Linked DNA regions of Sminthopsis crassicaudata: region 1 is linked to region 2. A link is a contact called in public Hi-C data. All regions are on one chromosome and are shown on one strand. The core of a region is the stretch at or near the end of the contact, and the rest is flanking DNA. Distances in the headings are between cores, read along the strand shown. Region 1 holds the start of C2H16orf86 (chromosome 2 C16orf86 homolog). Region 2 holds the start of TSNAXIP1 (translin associated factor X interacting protein 1).

Evidence for each region. A called contact is a pair of places that touch in the nucleus more often than the background predicts.
Region 1: a Hi-C map of fibroblasts shows a contact between it and region 2, with 18 times the contacts expected there. The contact joins the promoter of C2H16orf86 here to the promoter of TSNAXIP1 in region 2. A contact is called at or near these places in 2 of 2 Hi-C or Micro-C datasets (fibroblasts and hippocampus).

Annotation. Positions count from the first base shown.
Region 1 is chr2:59,129,847-59,136,994 of ASM4859323v1, reverse strand. It overlaps C2H16orf86 (chromosome 2 C16orf86 homolog), which reads left to right and starts at 4,735. Exons shown (of 5, transcript XM_074286430.1): 1 at 4,735-4,854; 2 at 5,162-5,349; 3 at 6,008-6,210; 4 at 6,405-6,584; 5 at 6,840-7,148. The coding sequence starts at 4,759. The coding sequence ends at 7,030.
Region 2 is chr2:58,888,626-58,895,104 of ASM4859323v1, reverse strand. It overlaps TSNAXIP1 (translin associated factor X interacting protein 1), which reads left to right and starts at 4,576. Exons shown (of 14, transcript XM_074286411.1): 1 at 4,576-5,378. The coding sequence starts at 5,326. It overlaps RANBP10 (RAN binding protein 10), which reads right to left and starts at 4,640. Exons shown (of 13, transcript XM_074286420.1): 1 at 4,373-4,640; 2 at 2,838-2,949.

The DNA.
Region 1 (7,148 bases), core at 3,486-5,985, 240 kb before region 2:
AAGTTTCCTCTTCCCCATGTCTTGTTTGAACCAAAGTTCTGAGCAATAATAAACTGGTATCCACCATCCCCCCTTTTAAGCTGCGCCTGTTGAACACAAATTCTGAACCTAGATTAATTTTACATATACAAATATATAAAGAAAGCAAAACCCTAGAGAGGATAAATAGGAAATTATCAGAGGGAAAGTGACTAGAGGAATTGGACAAGGCTAGGTAAAAGATGGGATTTTAGATGAGACTTAAAAGAAACTGGAGAGAGTCTTCCAGGTATGGGGGTTGGTTGGCTGTTGTCCTTCATACTTGAAGAGGACCAAAATGACATCACTATATTAGTCATTACAGTGTGTCTGACTGTGGTTGATCAGATCAATATGAGCTAGGAGTGCTCTGCCTATCAACATTTGGGGTGCAATCACTCATTTTGTGTATCTTGAGTTTCTTCTGAGCTAATTCAATTCTATTTTGCTCATAGAGCACAGCACCTTCTCTGCTGAGGGCACAACATGCTGGGTAGTCCTTTGCCAGTACCCTCCATGTCATAGAGTCAATCCTAAAGGTCTTGAGAGCATACTTGTATCGCTCTTTCTGACCTCCTTGGGAGGGCTTGCTCTGGGCGAATTCTCCATAAAACAGTCTTTTTTGGCAAGCATACAATTGAGATTCCTACAATATGGTCAGCCCAGTGGAGTTGCACTCTGCAGTAGAATTAGAACCCTCTGCAGTTTAGTTCAAGAAAGGATCTCAATGTCTGGTGTCTCACCTGCCAGAGGATCTTCAGTTCTTCCTGAGACGATTGAAATGGAAGCAATTCTATTTGCTGGTAAAAACCCTCCAGGTCTCACAAGGATACAACAATGAAATCGGCATAATGGCTCTGCAGACCTTCAGTTTGGTAGTCAGTCTAATATCTCTTCCTTCCTACTATTTCCCTGGGGATCTAACTAGGGCAATCAATCTCACTATCAACGTGGACATCCCTGAAAAGTATACTGCCAAAATAAGAGAACTTATGGACAGCATTCAAAACATCTCCATTTGCTGTAACCAAAGGTTCCACATATGGATGGCGTAATGTCGGCTAATAGAGAACCTTTGTTTTCTTGGTGGTCATCGTTGGCAAAATTAGCACAAGCAGAGGAAAATGGACCCATACTTTATTATTTCTCAGCTTCAGAGGCTGCATTGTGTCCAATCATCTGCAAACAAATACTCCTTCCACTTTAGTTTTGGCTTGTAGCCTTTTCAAGTTGAAAAATTGGTTGGCTTTGATGCCGTGTTTACCCTCATTCAAGATGTTTGAGGACATGACTGAAAATAGCATGCTAAAAAGTATGGGAGCAAGCACATTGTTCCACTTATTGATTACTAGGAAAGCTTGAGAGCATCACCCATTATCCAGAAACAATCGTGCTGTCGTGAAATGGATGGGCAATACTGATGAATTTTTCTGGGCAGCCAAATTTTGATATAATTTTCCACAAGGGCAAATGACTGACAGTATCCAAGGCCTTAGTCAGATCTACAAATGTTGTATACAGCCTCTGTTCTGCTCCTGGCGTTTCTCAGGAAGTTTTTGGGCAAGAAACACCATGTCGACTACTCCTCAGACCTTCTGAAGCCACACTATCAGGTTGATGATCCTCTTCCAGGTGAAGGATCAGCCTTTTAAGAAGTCCTCTGGAGAGAATCTTGCCTGCAATGACTATTGCTGGCAATGACTAAGAGCGAGAGTCCCCTGTGATTAACACAGAACAACCTATTCCCTTTACCTTTTTAGAAATGGACAATGGAAGCATCCTTGAATTTCTGAGGAATAACCTCCTCTTGACATATAACCCTGAAAATTTCAGTCAGCTTTTGTATGAGCAATGGGACCTTCTAATCATGTAAATCTCAGCTGGAATATAATCAGCACCATGTGCTCCGCTACACAAAAGTAGTCTAATGACATTCAAAATGTCTTCTTCACAGTTCCAATTATCTAATGATGAAGAGAGCCATCTACACCCAGAGAGAGAACTGTGGGAACTGAGTGTAGATTTCAACACATCATTTTCACTCGTTTTGTTGTTTGCTTGCATTCTGTTTTCTTTCTCATTTTTTCTTTTTGATTTTTTCTTGTGCAGCAAGATAATTGTCTAAATATGTATATGTATAAACAGTCAATGGCTTTAGCATTGATTGATGATGGTCTATTAAGAGCACTATGAAGTGTTCAGCCCATCCCTCTAGCCTCATTTCCGCCAGAGAGAATGCCTAGAACCAAGAGATGGAGGGATAGTTCATGGAATAGCCAGAGGGCTAATGTTATTGGATGGAAGAAATGATGAGCAAGGATGTCCAATCTCAAGGGATAATGGAAAAAGCATTTTATGCAGTACTCCTATATGCTGCTTTGTCAATGCTCTTCTTTCTCCTGACATCCATTACCTCTCTTCCCCAGCCTCCTATCATCTCACCAAAAGTATAAACTTTCCTGGAATTGTCTAAAAGCTATAAAAATCTCCACAATCAGAAACAGATTTCTGAGAAGGAAAGAAGGAGATCATTCTCAGCAACACTCTCATCCTCCCCACTCTCATTCTCAGCAACATCTCTCTCCTCCCCAAATTATCCTTCCTTTGGACCCTGGTTAAATTATAACTGGAGAACAGATAAAGGATTCTGATGGAAACATCCTGCCTTAGGCCCCAGTTATAAAGACAGAAAAGGAAACAGTCCCCAGTCTTCAAGGAATTTAAACTCTTCTTTTTTTTTTATAGCAACAAGAACATAGAAAATCAAATACTAAATGATATACAAAGCAGATTCAAAGTACATAGGAAATTAAATATTACGTGGATACACAAATCAGATACTAAGTGGATATACAAAGTAGATTCAAAGTAATTTCCAGAGGGAGAGGGAATTAGCAGGTTAGGTTTCCTGTCAACAGTAGCATTGAGAGGCTGAGCTTTGAGGGAAGCTAGGGATTCTTGGTGAACTAAAGAAGGGAGGCCGTTTTGGACAAGAGGCATGAACTATGCTGGCTGGTGGTGCACTTAGAGGGGCAAGTGTCCTAACGTGAATTTTCACTGATTATCTCCTGATTCTTTTTTCCTTCCACCAACAAGGCAGTCAAGGCCCAACTGAAAGGCCGTTCATTTCCTCCAGACAGCTTTCCCTAACTCCTTTAAGCCCAATCTAGAGACCAGGGCTCTCCCTCCAGTAAATGCTTTGTTCCTACCTCGTGCATTTATTCATTATACCTTTTATATTATAGTCATTTATGTACAAAGTCAAGTACAGATGTACATTTATGTACAAATACCAAGTCTGGGCTAAACTCTGGTTTATAAAAAAAACAAAAACTCATCCCCTGCTCAAGAACCAGGAGATAATATGCGAACGACCGTGAACAGGATATTTACTGAATAAGGTGGGGTGCTCTCAGGCTCTTGCAAAAATGACAGATTCATTTTAGCTGGGACTGGAGGGAAATTGGGAGTTGAGAGGTGGAGATGAGTCATGGGAGGCAGTCAGTGAAAATGCCTGGAGTCAGGAGATGGGGGTCTAGTGTGAAGAACAGCAGAGGCCAGTATCACTGGATCTCAGAGTATGTGAAGGGAACCAAGATGTCAGGTTTTGAAGGGTTTTAAAAGCCAAATATAGGATTTTATATTTGATCCTGAAGGCAACAGGGAACTGCACCCATTTGTTAAGGAGGGGCTCACAAAGGGTTAGACTTGCACTTAAGGAAAATCAATTTGAAATCGAAGTGGAGAATCAGCTGGAGGCAAGGAGACTCACCAGAAATCTATTGTGATAGTTCAGGCACAAATTCATGGGACCTTAAACAGGCTGGTCACAGAGGAGGGAAAGTGACAAGAGAGATGTTACAAGGATAAAAAAACAAAACAAAACAAAACAAAACAAACAAACAAAAAAAAACCCACACATATGGGGAGTGGGGGTGAGGACTCAAGGATCTGGGATGTGAGCCCCAGGTGCCTGGGAGGATGGCATCACCCTCCATGGTAAGGGGGTGAGTGATGAGTTCAGTCTGTGACACGTTGAGTGTCACATGATCATGAGACACCCAGTTCCAGATATCCCAGAGGCAGCTGGAGATGTGATGCTGGAAGTCCACAGAGAGACTGGATTGAATAGATTTGAGAGTCACCAGCACAGGCATGAGAATTGAATCTATGGGAAGTGATAAAGATCATCACCTAGCCAAGTATCTACTGTGCCTAGGTGGGCGCCGGTAGAGCCCGCCACCTAGAGTGAGGAAGGTCTAAATGTAAGCCTGACCTCCGACCCTTGCTAGTCTGTGAGCCTGTAACCATTTACCTGCACCCACAGACCAGGGATGGGTCTCCTCCCAGGGCTGGGAGGACAAAATGAGGTAATTGTACAGGTGCTAGCTGTTGCCAACGTGAAAGGGCGAACTCGTTTCTTGTTTAGACTTCAGCTGGTCGGAGGAATGAATGAATCTGCTCTCTCCGTCCGGGCAGCCGGAAGCCAAAGGTGGGGCTGGAGGAGCGGGTTCTCGTCCGTCTCTTTTCATCAGCTGTCCCAATGTCGATCGGATTGTCTGTAACCCCAATACCCGGGTACGTGCAGGCCTTCCTTTGCCCACGATTACCTTCGATTAGAATTCCCCGCTCTAACACTCCCTCCCCCGCCCCCCTTCTCTCTCACCCTCGAGCGAAGGACGGGAGATCGAGTCCCGGGATTCCGAGGGAAGAGGATCTCTTTCTCTCTTCCCCGTGGTCATGGCCATGGCAGGGCCGGGGAGGCGACAGGGGAACCCGGCGGGGTCAGCACCGCTTGGAGAGGCTCCCGAGAGCCCCGGGGGCCCGGGCGCTGAGGTGACAGCGGTGGGGGGGGGAGTGACAGTTCAGCGTGAAGGGCAGAGCAGGGGTAAGAGGGCCGGGAGGGAGACTGAGCGTGGGGGAGGCGGCAGCAGGGGACCGCCCGGAGAGGGGTAGAGGCGCTACAGAGTAAGGGGGGGAAGGGAGCGGGGCCCCTCCGTCAGCAGCCAAATGTGGGGAGGGAGGAGGCCCCCAGGAGAGCGGACAAGACTGGGTTGCCACAGTCCCAGTAACGGCCCGGGCCGGCGACAGGATAAGGGGCAGGTGGCCACCCGCCCCGGCCCGAGACCTCGGTGACCCGCAGGGGGAAGAGCGCCAGGCTGGGTCGGGACTGGAGCCCGAGCCGGAGCCGGAGCCGGAGCCCGAGCCCGAGCCGGAGCTGGAGGAGGAGCTGGCAAAGGATGAGGAGCAGTTGGAGCCGCGGGGTCCCCGCCCCCCGCCGCTGGTCCCGCCCTTGCGGGCCAGCCACGGGCTCAAGAGGAAGCCGGCCAAGTGAGGGGGCGAGGGCCAGGGAGGCTGCCCCGCCGCTCCTCTGCTGACCCTGGGCTGCAGGGAAAAGCGAAACTTCGCCGCCTGCCTGCCCAATGTGGAGCCTGGCCCCGGCTCGGGGGCTCGCCAGCGTCGCTGGGCAGGACCGCGCCGGCCGGGTTGAGGAGGGCGGGTCCGGCGAGAAGGGGAGCGGCTGCAAGGGGCCGGGGTGGGGAAGTTGTCCCCGGAGGCTTTAGGAGTGGGCTGTAGGACTAGGGACGACGAGAAGGAAGTGACCAGTGGGGTAAGGAAAAAGAAAGGGAGAGTCGGGAGCATTTACTTGGGAAGAAGAAAGGGAACATGTTAGTAGTCTGTAATGTGGCCAAATATGGCCAGAGAATTCTACATCCAGGGGCAAATTGGGCCCGTTGAGGGTAGGGGGAGAGGAGGAAGGCCAGGTGTCCTCATTCCCTCTAGGATTCAAGGGATTTCCAGGGACAGCGGCTGGAGCCCGGCCCAGCGGCCATCACTCCCCCCAGCCCCCAGCTCCCAGCCCCGGGGTGATCCGGGCGCGGTTCGTGGCGGGAGCGGCGCCGCCGGGACTTGCTCGCCCGGCAGTTGCCCCAGATAGAGCTGCCTATCCAGCGTTCCTCTGTTCCTTCCCTCCTCGTGTCCATCCCAGGGTGGAGGCTGAGCTGCTCCTGCAGCACGCTGATTTGAGAAGGCCGCCCTTGAGAAGGGAAGAATCTGATGGAGCACAAGGAGAGCCCTCCCCGCCGGCCAAGCAGCACAAAAAGGCCAAGAAGCGCAAGAGCCTCGGCGTGCCCCCGCCTTTGGCTACTGCCACCGTGGTGCCCACCCCGGCGGAAACCCTCGGGCTGGAGCGTGAGTGGCATTGGGGGGGGCTTCTGGGGCTCTGGGACCTGGCCCATCCTCTCGTGCCTTAGCTCTGGGGCTTCTCTTCAAACCCCCCCCCACCCCACCCCTGGCCTTTTCCCTTTATTCCCGAGGAGATGGGGGACAGGGCCCGTCCAGGGCGCCACCCATCGCTCAGAGGTACAACCTATGGCCACTTGCAGGGAAAGCTCAGCGCCTGAGGCCCTTATATCAGTACATCAACTACAGCAACCCAGAGCTGAACCAAGCTGGGGATGGAGAAGCCGAGATTGAAGTGGAACTGGGCTTGGTCCCAGACCAGACGACTCCAGGAGGCCCAGAGGAGGCAGGGGTGGAGAGACCACAGGCCTCCCCCCTAATAGGTCAGTGTTGCTCTAAAGTCAAGCCATGGCAGTTTGAGCTGGGGGAAACTTCCTTCCCGTTCTTCCCCTGTTGGCCCCGGGGACTTCCAGTCTCTTCCGGGCTAAGCACTCCATCACCTCGATGACCTTTCTGGGAAAGGAACGGACAATGGTTCTGGCCCCAGAGACCAGATCAGATTCTGTCGGGGATCTGGGGTGGGGGGAGCGCCAAATCAAGACAGTCCTCCACATATTCTTTCCTTCCTTCTCTCCCAGCTCAAGCGATCCCCTCGGTGCTGGCTCCCTTTGCAGAAGAGGGGGTTGAAGAGCCCGTGCCCATCCTCAGCTTCACCCCAAGCAGCCAGCTAAAGGCCGAGGTGGACAAGTCGACCCAGGTGGACATCGACAAGATGCTGAGCGTGTGTGCAGCACATCTCGTTCCCCCGCTGTCCCCCCAGTATAAGTGACAGAGCCTCAGCTGCCTGGCTGGCTCAGGCCCATGCCCCCTGCTGAGTAGTGCACAAAAGGCTACAGGAAGCGGGGCACTTCGCTGGGACTTTTGGCCAGAAGGGCCTCCTTTCTCTA
Region 2 (6,479 bases), core at 3,327-5,826:
GTTTCCAATTAAGACTGTGCTTTTACTACATATTACCTATGGCTGTATTTCCTAAGAAGCAGACTAATGATTATTTAGTCACAAGACCCAAGATCCAGTTCTTAATTCAGAACTTGCCCATTGACACCAAGAAGAATTCAGAAATAAATCTGAGCACTGTGGTATTGACCATTCTTCTGTAATCCCAACACTGAAAAAACAAGAAATCCCTTTTTGAACGATTTATTTATACATGCACTATACAAAATGACAATTCTCAAAATTTGCAAATCAGATACCATTTCAGTGGGACTAGAATTTAAGATCAATGTCCAGCTCCAACACAGCACTGACAAAAAACTTCATTCCCTAAATATCTGCATTTTCCATTTAATTCTTCTAGCTCAAGTTTACCAAATAGAGCATAAAAATACTTTGGTACATTAAGAAACAAAACATAAAACCAACAACAACCTAGTCACCCTCCTTCCCACCCAATTCTTGATGAGAAAAATTGTAGGAGGTACAACATGGGTGATAACTGTGGTATCAGCTGGCTCAAAGAGCTTCTGACAGAGTTCTAGGCATCTCTAAATATGACCCACTAATTTGGGTAGGGGAAGGCTGCTCATGATGCCTACCAACACAAGACAGCAGAATCTCACCTAGGACTCCCATACAGACTCACTGGGTTAACTTTCAGCACCAGACCCATATATTTCATTAAGGTGGTCTTAGACCAAATGAGATAATGAATGTATAAGCACTTGAAACCTGTAAAGCACAATGCAAAATAAGGGGAAAAGAACCATTGATGGGTGGGTCCCGGCTCCAAACAGGACAGTGAACATGGCAGATGCAGAACATTCCTTCTTGATGACTGCCTCAGTCCTCAATGGGGCCAGACTGGCCCCAGTGCTCCAACAACTGACATCTGTCCCCATAGCAGGGTCAGGGGAAAGGCCTGCCATGTGTCAGAGTTCAGCCAGCACCATTATCCCCTTTAGAGTACCCCACCTGAGTTGTCGATGAGGTCGTAGTCCCTGGGGAGCTTCAGCTGAGTGTTAATCTAGGCCTGGCTCATCAGGGTCCTTTGTCAAAGTCATACTCCTTGAGCTTTGTGAGAGCCAAGCTCACCACCATAGTCATCCTCTCCACTACTGCACGAACACACAAACAGCCTGAGACTTCAAACTGAAAAAAGATGCCCGACTTTCTGAAGACTGAAAACCCTGAAGTAATATAATCCCCACAAGTGACTTCATGTTCAAATTTCCAGAGCTCTTTTCTCAACTTTGACTCTTGAGTAACAATAGCTCCCATTTCTTTGGTCTTTTAAAATTAACCAAGCATTTCCCTTTACAGCCGCCCTGTGAGGTAAGTCTGACAAGTATTATCATCACCACTTTACAGATGAAGAAACTGAGGCTCAGGAAGAGGTCACCTCCCCAAGGTCACACGGTAACAAGCTAGCACTGGGATTTGAGCCCAGTGCTGATTCCTGAGCTACACAACACTCCAGCTCACGTGTAATCTGGGAATCCAAAACAAGCAGCAACCTGGCTCTATCTGGGCTCACTGAACCCTGAGGACAAATGCAGGCCAGCCTCTGACCCCGCCGGCCCACTCTCCCTCTGGCACATGGATAAGAAGACAGGCCCTGAGAGGGCTGTGACGTGCGACAACAGCCGGCCTTAGAGCCCAGACCATGCAAGAGATGGCCTATCTCCCCCCGCAGACCTAAGGCTGATGGGGAAGGACTTCCAATGCATTTGCTTTCCTGTTCTCTCACAACCTCAACACCTGCTCCATCTCCAGCCATTAGAGAAAGATAGCTATTGCAGATGAGGTTGGAGTAGGGAAGAAATAAAAGAAAAAAATTTCTCCCCATAAACTCCTTTGATAGTTCCTATGTATTTAGTAAATACACACTGAATTAGTGTACCTTAGTCCAGCTTACTTTAATTAGGCCCCTCTAATGCTAGTCAGATGGGTCTTTAAGTCTCTCCACTTAAAAACACCTCTAGGTGCAGCAACACTTGTACTCACTGTTTCCCTAGAGACCCAAAGTCAGAGATCACAGTCATGGTTGGACAGCACCACAGAAGTCAACCTGAGATGAGCAGAAATCCCCTGAATGACATGTCTGACAACTGGTCATGCAATCGCTACTTGTGGGGAGCTCACCACCTCCTCATCAGCTCAATGGGAGTTTTAAGTTACACAGAACCAAAAACATGTGTCTCCAGCACCTCCACCCACTGTTCCAGGGTCCACCCTCTGGCACCAAAGAAAACAAGCCTAATCCCTCCCTCCCCAAGTACTCAAAGAGGTTACTTTGTCATTGCTAAGTCTAAGTCTTCTCTTACTACCTTTATGAAAGCTACCAAAATCCGTATTTTCTCCTTCCCCTGCAAGTGATTCTAAACTATAAGAAACAGATTGAAATGTGTCAGCGACTCTAATGGCAGGGGTTAAGAGGGTGGAGAAATGACCTGGTACATTTCCAATGTGACATTTGGGAAAGCCCAATGCATGAAGGTGAGACAGTTTTGTAAACTACCCAATCAAAAGAAAGAGCAGCAAACAATCCTCTCAGGGTTACAAACTTCTTACATCATGTCTAGCAAAGGCCTCTCTTTCAGCTGGGGTTACTGAATAAAACAACAGTACGAAATGGAAACCAATATCAACTAGGCAGAGGGCAGCTCAAAAGGGCCTCCTCTTCCACCTTCCCATCTGTTAGCTCCTTAGCTTAGAATCACAAAGATCAACTGGGTGACCTCCAACCTGACTGACAAGGAAAAGCTCGTCTTTAAGGACACAGTGAGAGGGGCACAGTGTGAGAGGTGACTTACCCATCTCTACCTTTACTGACAATTTTCACTTCAAAGTAATAAATGCCACAGGCAGCAGGTATGGGATGAGTTGCACGAACTGATGCAGCATCTTTGTGATTTTTGCCATGACCTGGAAAAAAGGGATAGGGAAGCTTCAAGAAAAGGAAATGCATTAGCAGTCTCCCCTTTTACTGTTCAGTGATTATTGCAACAGAGCCCAACAAGGACTCCTCAAAAATAATTCTCACCAAGCAGAAGGAGGAATTTGAAGACAATTCAACCAATTAAAAGTATGGTCCTGCGTTGTAACTATGTAAATGAACTACAGAATTATGCTGCAGGTTTTACTTTGTCTCACCTCTTCCATGGGCTTGGCGAGAGACAGAAACAACGCTGACCGAGAAACTCTGGCAGCAGTGCAGATGAAAACTAGGTAACAATGTTCCCTAATAAAGGCTGTGTGTATGTGACTTCTAAAGATAAGGAGGTGATGCTTGTCGGAGACGGTGCCAGCCCCCTTTGTGGCACTCTGGACATGGAGTAGGAAAAGAAATGATAGCCTGCTCTATTCAGTGTTTCCACTCACAAACAGACCGGAGGGGCTTCCTGAAAGGTCTACCAGGGGGACTTATAATGGGGGAGGTCACCTCCAATAGGCTAACTTCAGGAAAACTAGGGACCGGCAATGGCTTGGCAGAGTCTGAAGCACAGGAGCGAAGAACCCTGGGCTGCAGGGCGCCTCCGGGCCCAGTGCCTTACGTAAGGTGCCAGCACTAGGGACACCTGCTGTGGCTCCGGGAGATTTCAGTAAGCATCAGGACAACCTTCCCTAGAAAAAGGGGCGGAGTGGGGGGGCTCCAAGCTGAATCAGACTGAATTCCAAGAAGCCAGACACGGGGGAGAATAAAAGGTGGAAAATGCATTAGATGTGGAGTTTAAAAGCACACATTCCGGTTTTAGCAGAAGTCACTCGCACCCCTTGGACCTCGGTTCCCCTTCTCCCCCGGCCCCGAAAAGGAAAGGAATATCTGACCTCTCACCCTAACCCTAACCGCGCACCTTCTAGTTCTGTTTGATTAAACAAGGGTGAGGGACAAAGGTAAGGATTAGGACACACACACACACATCCGTCCAGGGAAAGGCCTGAAAGGGAAGAATGAGGTTGGAGATGGGCAGGAATTAGCGGAGGAGGGTGGGGACCCTAGGTGGACCTCCCTCCACCCCCAAATGCCCTCCTCAAATACCCGCCGCAAGTTTGGACAGCAGGGAGGAGACTCCGCAGCGAGGTACACTAGGAAGAGTCCCGGACTGGGCAATCAGAAGGCCAGGGTTCGGATCCCACATCGGGCACCGCGGAGCTGTGTGACCTTGGGACAGTCCCTTTCCCTCTCTGAGCCTCAGTTTCTTCACCTGTGCTATGGGGGGATGGTGGAGGGGGCGGTGCGCTAGGCGGTCTCTAAGCTGTCTCTAGATCCCACGAGCCCTGTCCAAGGCGGGCCCGGCCCCGCGGCCCCCCGCGGCCCCCTCGTACCCCGTGGCCCCGACCCCGGCACCTTTGTAGTGGACGCGGAGGTTGCTCTGGGAGAGGCCGATGTAGTTGTACTTGTCCTTGGGGCTCCAGGAGCGGGGCAGCGGCGTCTCGTGCTGGTTGACAGCCGGGTAAAGGCGCTGCAGGCGTCGGGTCAGCTCCTGCTCCCCGGGAGAGGGGAGCCCGCCAGCGCCACTACCGCCCCCGCCACAAGACTCGCCAGCTGGGGGGCTCCCTGCTCCCGGATCCGCCGCCGCTGCCGCCATCTTGGAGGGAGCCGCTATTGTGTCACAGAGAGGCGGGGGGAGAGAAGCACCAGATCCGCCGCGCCCAGCCAATAAGCTGCGCGTCCGCGGAGGGTGTAGGGAAACTGAGTTCGACTTCCGTGTCTACACGCTTGTTTTCTCATCGGAATGACTACATGTCCCACAGTGCCCACGGTTTCGGGGGCGGTCCGAATGCTCTCGGTAGGGCGAACGCGCACGGCTTGCTGGGAGAAGTAGTCCTTGTTTCCAGTTGAAACCCTGTCAAGTGGAGACTTTTGGAGGGTAAAAACTACAATTCCCCATAGAAAAGCAGCTTCGGCCTCTCAGCCTTCGCCACACCCCTACGGCGATAGTCATTCTGTTGCCTTGGAGCGTGTTAATTTGTTTGCTTCTAATTACTACTGTCATCTGTGTGTTAGTGTCTTAGGGAAATCTCCCCCAAGTGGACGTGAGTTCCAGGCGATTACATTTGTCTCTACTACCAAAACAAGGGGCCACAGCTGCCCCTAGTCGGGGACAACGTCCCTGACCTACACTTTACGCCGCGTGACTCAGGCACTATCTCGGCCACCCCAATACGCGAGGGTCTTTTCGAGGCCGTGTTTCCACAGCAACAGACTGTAAACAAATACCAGCTGAGGCTCCGGGAGCTGTGGGCTGCAGGCTGCGGGCGAACGGTTGGCGCCCTAGGAGAGGGACGGGCCTCCGAACTATGGCTCTCCCTCGGCCAAGAGGCGATATTTCCTTCTCCCAAGCAACAGTAAGGTATGGCTTGGATAGAAGCTTGTTCTCTCTTCTCTCTTTCCCCTGGGACAGCTCCAGCCTCGTCTGAGTGAATCCCCCCCCCCCCAAAAAAAGCTGGGCTCGACAGCAGGCTAGCAAAGCTCGTACGTGCCCTGCGAGAGACCGGCTCTCGTTGAGAGAGTGCCCAAGCGCATCAGGATAAAGATCGTAAATAATAATAGCTAACATTGACTCGGCGCTTTAAGGTTTGGTCCTCACTCCCTGAGAGACAGTGCTAGTATTTATCCCCATTTTACAGATGAGGAAACTGAGTTTAAATAATTTGCACAAGTTTACACGGATTTGAACTCTGCTCTTCTTGACTTGAGACCCATCTCTCTCTCCAATGCACCACCTAGTTGCCTCCTTGCAAGCAGACACCAGTTTTGCCGTTCTTTGCACCCCAGTTAGCATAGTGCATGACACAGACTAGGCACTTGAAATAGACTTGAAGCTGAGCCAGGTTAAGTAAGGGACTTGACCAAGATCACGCAGGCAGAAAGTGGCTAAGATGGAAATTTGACTTGGGTTTTCCCGGCTCCAAGTGGACTCCCTGTCTACTACTGACCCCTAGCGGCCACGAGGCATCTTAAGGTTTACAAAGAGCTTCCTCTCAACAGCCCTGAATAGTATTTATACTCTCTACCGTTTTACCCTTCTTCCTATTTCAAGATAATAAAAGTGAGACTTGGAGTTGAAATGATTGTAATTGATGAATGAAAAGGTCTTGGAAGGTAAAAGTTGAAGATAAAGATGAAGACCATGTCAGAGCTTATTCATGGAGGGTTCTCCCCATTGTTTTCATAGACCATATAAAGTACGAAATGCTTTAGGCAAAGTAAGTTCATAATAAATGGTTGTTGAGTTAATAAATACTGATTATATTCCTTACGCTAAAACATAATAAAACCTGGTATCAGATCTGGTCTTAGGTATATACTAACTGTGTGATCTTGAACAAATCAGTCTGTTTGCCTCTATTTTCTTTAAGGGGAAATGGGGATAATAATAGCAGTTTCATCCCAGGGTTGTGGTGAGGATCAAATAAGGTCTTGTTTGTAAAGTGCCTGGTATATAGTAGAC